Linked DNA regions of Sus scrofa: region 2 is linked to region 1. The links are chromatin contacts, called in public promoter capture Hi-C maps. All regions are on one chromosome and are shown on one strand. Each heading gives the region's core, a stretch centred on a gene start, on an enhancer-like site or on the middle of the called end of the contact. The rest is flanking DNA. Distances are from core to core; before and after follow the strand shown. Region 1 overlaps RAB8B (ras-related protein Rab-8B). Region 2 holds the start of RPS27L (40S ribosomal protein S27-like).

What was found. Promoter capture Hi-C pulls out the DNA fragments that hold promoters and counts their contacts.
Region 2: a promoter capture Hi-C map of liver shows a contact between it and region 1, with 2.6 times the contacts expected there. The contact joins the promoter of RPS27L here to the enhancer-like site in region 1. A contact is called at or near these places in 1 of 5 promoter capture datasets (liver), 3 of 47 Hi-C or Micro-C datasets (adipocytes, blood and liver) and 2 of 2 datasets of contacts at active chromatin or transcription factors (alveolar macrophages and skeletal muscle).

The regions. Positions count from the first base shown.
Region 1 is chr1:108,813,548-108,818,066 of Sscrofa11.1, forward strand. All of the region lies in intron 1 of RAB8B (ras-related protein Rab-8B), which reads right to left. Among named protein-coding and RNA genes, the nearest start is that of RAB8B, 24 kb to the right of the region's middle. Within about 2 kb of position 1,649, at least 5 of the 83 cell types and tissues checked have an H3K27ac peak or open chromatin away from gene starts, as enhancers often do. A contact at or near this core is called in liver, where this site is marked.
Region 2 is chr1:108,879,391-108,884,410 of Sscrofa11.1, forward strand. It overlaps RPS27L (40S ribosomal protein S27-like), which reads left to right and starts at 1,940. Exons shown (of 4, transcript XM_003480338.3): 1 at 1,940-2,267; 2 at 3,151-3,259; 3 at 4,537-4,647. The coding sequence starts at 2,262.

The sequences.
Region 1 (4,519 bases), core at 399-2,898:
GATTAATCACTTCTGAATACAATCAGGTTTGCATATCTCCAAACTAATCCTACTGGAATGCTGCTTAATGACTAACAAATTAAGTTACATATTTGGATAACTTTAGGAGAAAAGAAAGGAAGGAAGAAAGAAAAGAGCAAGGCAGTCTCTTCCAGAGAAATGGAATTGAATGAAAGGTTCTGTAACCATTGTCTCAATTGCAGTCTTTAAAAATCACCTGTTAATTAATTAATTTATTTATTTTTTTGTCTTTTTTGCTATTTCTTGGGCCGCTCCCGCGGCATATGGAGGTTCCCAGGCTAGGGGTCGAATCAGAGCTGTAGTCTCCGGCCTGCGCCAGAGCCACAGCAACGCGGGATCCGAGCCGCGTCTGCAACCTACACCACAGCTCACGGCAACACCGGATCATTAACCCACCGAGCAAGCGCAGGGACTGAACCCGAAACCTCATGGTTCCTAGTTGGATTCGTTAACCACTGCGCCACGACGGGAATTCCCACCTGTTAATTTAGATAGGCTTGGGCGTCTAGGTGATTCTTAAAAGTCTACACACAATTAGATAAATACCAATCTGCTATATTACAAGGGCCAATAGACCACCTGGTGGGAGGGGGCGGCAGTGAGAACTGGACATTTCATGTTGCTTAGGGAGTTTTACTTTCTTCAGAAACCATAATTTTCTTAAAACTTTGGCAACAACCACAAAACCAGATGTTGCAGATGTTGCTGCTGTGTGGGAACTTCTGCCCCTGCGCCAACAACTAGAATGGCCTCCAGAGTTCACTCAGAGAGACAGAAAGCAGAAAACCCAAAAAAGGAGAGAGACAATGCACTTAGTATTCAAAAGGGCCTAAGAGAAACACAGCAAGTCAAACCAGCAGTGGAAGCCCACCATCAATAAATGCTTGACAGTTAAAAGGCCCAGTTTTCTTTCACCAAAAAAAAAAAAAGAAAAAGGAGGAGTTCCCGTCGTGGCAAAGTGGTTAATGAATCCGACTAGGAACCATGAGGTTGCGGGTTCGATCCCTGCCCTTGCTCAGTGGGTTAACGATCCAGCGTTGCCGTGAGCTGTGGTGTAGGTCGCAGACGCGGCTTGGATCCCGCGTTGCTGTGGCTCTGGCGTAGGCTGGTGGCTACAGCTCCGATTTGACCCCTAGCCTGGGAACCTCCATATGCCACGGGAGCGGCCCAAATGGCAAAAAGACCAAAAAATAAATAAATAAATAAAAATAAAGGCATTAGTTTAAAAAAAAAAAAAGCATTTATCCAATTAAATAGAGCCTCCATAGAACTGGCTTCGAAAACTTTTTTAAAAGTCTTCAGTGGCAAATGCAGTCACAGCAGTTAGTGGCTTTCTAGCTGTTCTGACCTGCAGTTTAGAAATACGTTTATATCAGAGTACATACATACCTACACATACTTATATAACTGAAACAAAAGTTTCATAAAGTGGCACTTGACCCTTACCCCTGGTTATTCTTGTATGCAATGGACCCTGTACTTTCTTTTCTATTCTTATGTTCTGGTCTATTCTCTTCCCCTCCATTAAAAAAAAAAAAAAAAAAGTGGGTCTGGACACACTAAATGGACTCCATGACCCAATAATGGGTTGCAACCCACACTGAAAAACACTGGCCTAAAGAACATTCTGGAAGTCAACCAAAGGTCACATGCTATTTCTTTCTTTAAAAAAAAAAATCCATTGCTGATAAGGCCACTCCAGCTTCACTTTTTAATGAGAAGAGGAAAAAAAAAAAAGACACAGCTCCAGGGCCATGCATGTAGTTAAGCATAAAAATATTTGTTAAATTTAAGAAGCCACTAGGAATTTCTGTGTGGCCCAGCAAGTTAAGAATCTGGCATTAACAAGGCAGTGACTCGGTTGCTGCTGTTGCACAGGTTTGATCCCTGGCCTGGGAACTTCCACGTGTCACGGGCATGGCCAAAAAAAAACATATGTATGTATTTCTGTGTTATGGGTAAAGTAACAGAAAGGAACAGAGAGGCCAAGACTTAAAGAAGACAAAGGAGAATTCCAATAATGGACATACGTCTAGGTAACATGCCCAATTTTTTGAGCAAGACACTGCCAGAGGTTTTGCTTCCTTAATCACCGGAGATGCTTTGATTCACTGGCCTAAGGCCAAGAAGCAAAAGATAAAAAGTCCCATCCCAAAAGGGCAGAAGAGTTCAACAGGGCTTGGTAATTTACCTTATTTCAAAAGACTGAAATAAACTATACCTTTTAAAATGAGGGAATAATTGCCTGCAAAATCAAGGACTCCAGTTTAAATCAATCCAGAATGGCTATAGCACAGATCGCATCAAAGAACAAAATGTAGCCAAACAAAATGAGCATCAGAGTAGATAACCTTGCATAATGGAATCATTATTAAATAATATCCCTCAAGATCCTCTCCTGAGACCCCTCTTCCTTCAACAGATAATGATGCTGACAGCTATAACGGAATAGGCTATCGTTAATAAAAATAGCTCTTATTTCTCAAGAGCCCACTTAGGGCCAGGCACTGTGCTAGGTACTTACTATACCTTATCACTACTCTCATAACAAGCTTGCATGGGAGCTGTTATTGCCATCTTACACAAGAGAAAACTGAGGTCCATAAGGAGGAAGGCAGAAGTCTCAATCAGAGAGTGGAAGAGGTATGGGTATGAGAGAGGAAGGGTCCTGGGAACATGCTTATGGTTCCACGGGAAGGGCAGGAAGAACCAAAAAAATTTGGGATACTTGGAGTATCATCAGTGGTCAAATGCATTTCTTGGCAATTTGGAGGACATTTTTTTTCTTTTGGCCATGCCTGCAGCATGCAGAAGGAAGTTCTGGAGCCAGAGATCAAACCCACACCATAGCAGTGACCCAAGCCACGGCAGTGACAATGCCAGATCCTTAACCTGCTAGGCCACCAGGGAACTCCTGGAGGATACCTTTTAAATGCACAGAATTTCTTCTAACATGTGATGAACTGCTTTATACAACTTTTCTCTATCTAACTCTAGGGACATTTTCCAATTCTGAGTTTACAGTGAGAAAGAAACTATGTTTGAGATAACTAGAAGTGCTCATAAAAAATTAAAATATGACCAGCTGATAGACTGTTCTGTAACATCAAGGAGGCTCCAAACTCAGTGCTCTTTCCACTGCTTTATTTGGAAACACTGGGATGATAAAGTGGGTTGTTTGATGCCTGCTTCTGAGGCTGTGCCATAGAAGGCTCCAACTTCCAGAGTACCTACGCCCCAGCTGGTGGTTTGGGACCAACATGGTATATTTGGTCATAAACAGGAACAGCAGGTGTCTGCCCCGTTCAGCATGGGGAAGCAGCTCAGAATCCTGCAGAGACTGCAGACACCTGAGTCTATGCAGTAGAAGGTATGAGGACATGAGAGCTCTAGAGATCCTCTTCAATTTTCAAGATCTTAGTAAACAAGAAAAATAAATACTATATATGTATACCATAGAAAACATTTTTTTTTCTTTAGGGAAAAAAATGATTATATGCAGTTTTTAAGTCAAAAGTTAAGAAAATGGAAACGTGACCTCTCAAAAGCAGAAACTCAATCTCGATGGTTACATCAAAAAAGAGAAATGAACTGTTGCTGAAATTGGAGGCAGAAGATTCCCCACCCTGGTCACATCCTCTGTCAAACGCACAAGCCTTGGAAAGTGTTAGAAACTGAGCCCACCCACTTCCAAGGAATTCAACACCACTGCAGCATTCTTCTCCAAACTGAAATTAAGCTCTCGGATGACTACACTAAACAGACACTGTACCTCCCACACTGTAATGCCTTGAAAGAAATGACCAATTTGAATTTTGAAGCCCTGGAAATTTCTATATTATACAAAGTTGGTGGTTCTAGAGAAGGAGGCCACTTTTGCTTTGTTCTTGAGAGCAGATACAAGAGACAGGGATAAATGGAAAATGGAGAAATTTATTTAGAAGACATTTTACTCATTTTAAGTTTCGATACTCATTAACAAAAGCAGTTGGAAAGAGAACTTATGTAAGAATTCCCCTTAACCAGAGGAAGACTGGTTTTCTCGGGGTTTTTTGGTTTTTTAAGTGTCCATATTGCAAATTCAGCTTTTATCATCATTTTTTAAGTGGAAGCTGCTTTGTCTGTAGTCATAAATGCATAGCCTACTGAATTGAAAAGAGGCACACGTTACAGTTTTAAGTATGAGTGACTAAATGAACAAAAAATTATTTTGACAGTACAGTGGTTTTTCTGGGCATTTGACACTATTTGGAGGACAAAGATTTACCAAGCACCAATCCACTGACCTAAGTCATATTATGATTTTTCCTCTAACCTAACCTCTGCCTCCATATAGATCTATCTGTTTAGGGTAAGTGAAATAGTCCCTAGGAGGTATTTAGCCTTCAGATTTTATTTGAAGAAAGAAGTCAGAAAGCAATTAACTAGTAGAGCTCAGTTAACAATTTCAGGTCCTAGCTAGGAAGCAGAGACATGAAAATTAATCTGTGTTCCGGTT
Region 2 (5,020 bases), core at 690-3,189, 66 kb after region 1:
CAATTGGTGATGATAGTGTAAGGTAAGTTTGCAAAGAAGAGAATGTGCACACACCTCTAAAATGTCTTCATTTGGCACACAAGTGAGCTGACAACACAACATAGTCCCTCCATTTAGGGGAAAATAATGACAAATCCAGACATTTGCAAAAAACTGCTCTCAATTTTCATGGATGACTTAACAGCAAAATTTCATTTACTATTCCATAATACATGGTATTCTGATAAAAATACCATTTCTTTCTTTTGGATTGACTGAGATAGGGAAAAAACATAATATCCAATAATGTCAAGGATGCAAAGAAAGGGGCATTCTCAAGCATTTATATCTGGATCGTAAATTGGTTTGACTTTCTGGAGAGTAAAAGTAATTTGGCAGTTTATATTATAAACCTTAAAATGTGCTGAACTTTTGATTCAGTAGTTCCTCCTTTAGGAATTTATCCTAAGGAAATAATCAAGATGGACAAGACTCAGCCACAAAAATGCTTCTTAGAGTGCTATTTCAATAGTGAAAAATTGGCAAATGGAGTACTATGTGTTAAGATTTGACAGAGCTGGTTGGTGGGTTGAGGGATCTTCATTATTGTATTCGTTTTCTATTTTCACTATAACAAATTGCCATAAAGTTAGTGGCTTTTTTATTTTATTGTCTTTTTGCCATTTCTTGGGCCGCTCCCACGGCACATGGAGGTTCCCAGGTTAGGAGTCTAATCGGAGCTTTAGCCACAGCAAGGAGGGATCAGAGCCGCATCTGCAACCTACACTGCAGCTCACCACAACGCCAGATCCTTAACCCACTGAGCAAGGCCAGGGATCAAACCTGCAACCTCATGGTTCCTAGTCAGATTCGTTAATCACTGAGCCACAATGGGAACTCCAAGCAATCTTAATTACACTTGCCATATAACCACACATTCTAGGGATGAAAACATTATCTTTGGAGGCTATGATTCTGCATATGCAATTGTATTAATCCATGTACTTATCTGTCTGAAAATATATTAACTAATATTTTCAATAGTATAAAAAAAACCCCAGCCCTAGTGTCCAATTTAGCGTATGGATGAAAAGAGGATTATTCACAGGATGAATGCTATGTGCCCATTAGAAGTCATAATGTAGGATAATATAGAGTGCCGGAGTGATGTTCATTATACAGTAATGGGGGGCAAGTCTATAAAAGAATATGCGCAAGAGATATGAATTACGTAAAACCAAACCCCAAACATATATGCAACTGACTAAAAAAATGTTTGGAAGGCTATAGGTCAAAATATTAAAATGTTTACTTCTCAACGGTGAGTTTAAATTTCTTCTCTTTTTCTTCACTTTCCTAAATGTGTATTACACATGGATTATTTTTTCGAAGAGAAATAAAAGCTGATCGAGAATGTCTATTTTGGACACTTTTCTGGTCAAGCGCCTCCCTGTTTTCTAAGCTTTTGATCAGACTCGCTCACACCCAATCCACAGGACTGTCCTCCTCAGCAAAAACATTTCAAGTCTGGCTATCGGTGACACTCAACCGTTTTTTCAGCCTGAGCTGTTCGCTCTGCAAAGTGTGATCCCCAGTATAGAAAGGAGAACAAAGCCCGGCAGCGAATCGGTGCTCGTTAAAACCGTTTTCAGGGCCAGGCAAACCCAAGGCACAGCAGCATCCCGCAAAGAATTTAACAACCGGTACCTTGGAAGCCAGATGAGCAAGTATACGAGTCTTTTATAATCTCACTGGCACATTTTAATGGTTTTAATTAATCACAGTTTTTAATACACACACGAACAGAACATAGGCATCTCCCACGTGCCCGCCCGCAGAGCGGCAGGAGAGTGGAGGGCTTGGCGTGGGGTTCTCGGACCAGCCACTCAGCGTGCCCAGCCAGGTCCGCTCTGCAGTGGTTGCCTGCGCTCCAGAGGCCCAACGTGGCTCCCTACCCGCCATACACCAGTTGAGCCTGGCCCCTGGCACCACCGGCCCGGTGTGAAGCTTTGAGGGCCGCGGCCCTAGCCTAGGGACGCGCTAGGATCTCGGGCTTTGGGAGCTCGGATGGGCGTGCCCCTCCGCACCTCCCCTAGACGGGTCGCGGGGATCGCGGCCGGAGCCCGCTCCCACCACCGAGAGGAGAGCCTAGAGTGGACGCGCCCGCCGCTCCTCCCAGCCTCCTCTATCCCGGAAGTTGACGCCGCGCTCCAGGTCGCGTGCGGCTCGCCGAGGGTATAGCATAGCTGTCTGGAAGGGCTGTGCTTTGCAAAAGGATCAACATGCCTGTGAGTTGTTTACTTTCAGGCTTCGCTTTGGTTTTGGCCGTCTCCATCGGCCGAGGGGTCCCTGGGGTGGGCTAGCTCGATGTCTCCGCGGGCCCCCGGGGTTCCCTGCCGATCGCGGCTCGGCAGCGCCGATCAAGCGGCTCTTTTCGCGCGTGGCGGACTTGTTGGGACTTGTCCGGGCGGCGCGGCGTGTCGGGCCCTGCTTGGGCGTGGAGCGCACGGTCTGGAGTCGGTGGCTGGGAGGGGACAGCTCCCGAGTAACTTAACTCTGCTCTCTTGGGTTCCGGTGCGCACCCGCGAGGCTTCTTGCTCTCCTTTCGCTTCGTGGTTCTTGCCTCCTCTGCCTTTTCCGTAGAAATTTCCTACTTGTTTCCTTTTTAAAAACTGTCTTCGCTGTTGCCATACACATTAACTCTATCTAGGACAGTCATGCGTCAGGCACTTAAGAGTTCTTGTCAGATCAGATGTTGAACCCTGGGGGCAGAAATCATCTCGATGTTGGCACTATCGGATCTACCTCGGCGATTTCTACTCTCGGCGGGTTCAGGGATCACGTTCTTACTTAACACCCGAGTTTTATTTTCACTGGAGACTGTTGTTAAAGTGAAGAAGAACGGCTCTGACCTTACCATATGTTTCCCGATCGTCGTAAAGCCCCTTTATGGGACTTGGAGAACACAAGCATTATAAAAAGTATTAGTGAAAGTTAACAGCCTTTAAACAATTTTATATATATATATATATATATATATGTAGAGAGAGAGAGCGCGCGCCTCTTCTGAGTATGACTGTTATTCTATTTTTGCATGTATATCTCGCCCATGATTAAATCTGCCAGAGTTGTGGTTTCATTCTAGTAGTAATAATATGCTTTTTTATTCAGTTGGCTAGAGATTTACTGCATCCTTCCTTGGAAGAGGAGAAGAAAAAACATAAAAAGAAACGTCTGGTTCAGAGTCCAAATTCTTACTTTATGGATGTAAAATGTCCAGGTAAAATTTCAAACCTTAATACTTTTTAAAGGAAAATTTCTGTAAGGATTATTTAGTGTGTTGTGTAGTGTTTAGATATAGGACCCTGGGTTGCATAGAAGTGGGATTAAATAATTGGAGTGTCATAAGGGTTATTTCCATAATAAACCACTGTGGAAACATTTGGGGGAGGGGTGTCAGAACATGGGACTCCAAAGCGGACATGATGTTTAACTTATTAAATCTTTAAGCTGTTCAGATGATGAGTTTTCTTTTTCAATATGCAGTGACAAGTATATTGATTCTTCAGTATAAAGCTGTGGGGCTCAACAGCATGGCCATTATTCAGGTGTAAACACTTCATGATTCTTTATTCGTATGTATTGGGAAATGATCATCACAATGTTTAGTTAATATCTGTCACCATGATTATAAAAATTTTTTTCTTATAAGAACTTTTAAGATATACTCTTAGCAATTTTCACATATTCAATACATTCAATACAGTATTATTAACTATAGCCACTATCATGCTGTATTTTAAAAAAAAAATTTTTTTTTAAGGCTGCACCTGTGTCATATGGAGGTTCCCATGCTAGGGGTTGAATCAGAGCAGCAGTTGCTGGCCCATACCACAGCCACAGCAATGCAGGATTCAAGCCTCATCTTTGGCCTACACCACAGCTCACAGCAAAACACTGGATCCCTGACCTACTGAGCAGATCCCTAACCTACTGAGCAAGGCCAGGGATCAAACTCCAGTCCTTGGCTCCTAGTTGGGTTTGTTACCACTGAGCTAACAACAGGAAGCTCCACCATGCTGTATCTTCACGTATAAAATATATACCAGATTTTGAAGATGTAGAATGGGGATAAAAAGCTTTGATTTACATGTTGAAATGATAATCTTTTTGAAGTGTTGAGTTCAATAGAATATATTATTTTTACCTTAAAAAAAAAAAAGATAAATTTTTTTGGGCCACACCCACAGCATGTGGAAGTACCCCGGCCAAGGATCAAACCTGTGCCATAGACCCAACCCATGCTGCTGCAGTGATATGCCCAACACTTAACCCATTGACCACAACAGAACTCCAAAATCTTGGCTACTCCAAAACCTTTTTAATGTAGCTACTAGTAGAAAAGTTTAAGCTGCATGTATGACTTGCTACTGCACGGCACTGAAGTTCCTAATCTTTTAAAGTTCCTAACCTACTACAAGGTCTTTAGTAGAAATGTGTTGAACAGGTGCTGGGATTTCCTTCTGCTTTTCATTTTTAACACTGCCTTTTTTTTAGGTTGCTACAAAATTACCACGGTTTTCAGCCATGCTCAGACAGTGGTGCTTTGTGTAGGTTGTTCAACAGTGTTGTGCCAGCCGACAGGAGGGAAGGCCAGACTCACAGAAGGTAAATAATTTAGCATTTGCTAACCCAGTGATGAAATTTTATGATTTCAGAGTCTCTCTCTTTACTAAAAATCAGTTTAAAAGAAATCTTAAACTCGTAATTACCAAAATAATTTAAAAAATTTTAGGAGTTCCTGTTGTGGCACAGTGGAAATGAATCCGACTAAGAACTGTGAGGTTTCGGGTTTGATCCCTGAACTTGCTCACTGGGTTAAGGATCTGGCATTGCTGTGAGCTATGGTGTAGGCCAATGGCTACAGTTCTGATTAGACCCCTAGCCAGGGAACCTCCATATGCCATGGGTACAGCCCTAAAGGACAAAAAGATAAAAATAATAATAATAGTAAATAAATTGCACTCTTTTAAAAAAATTT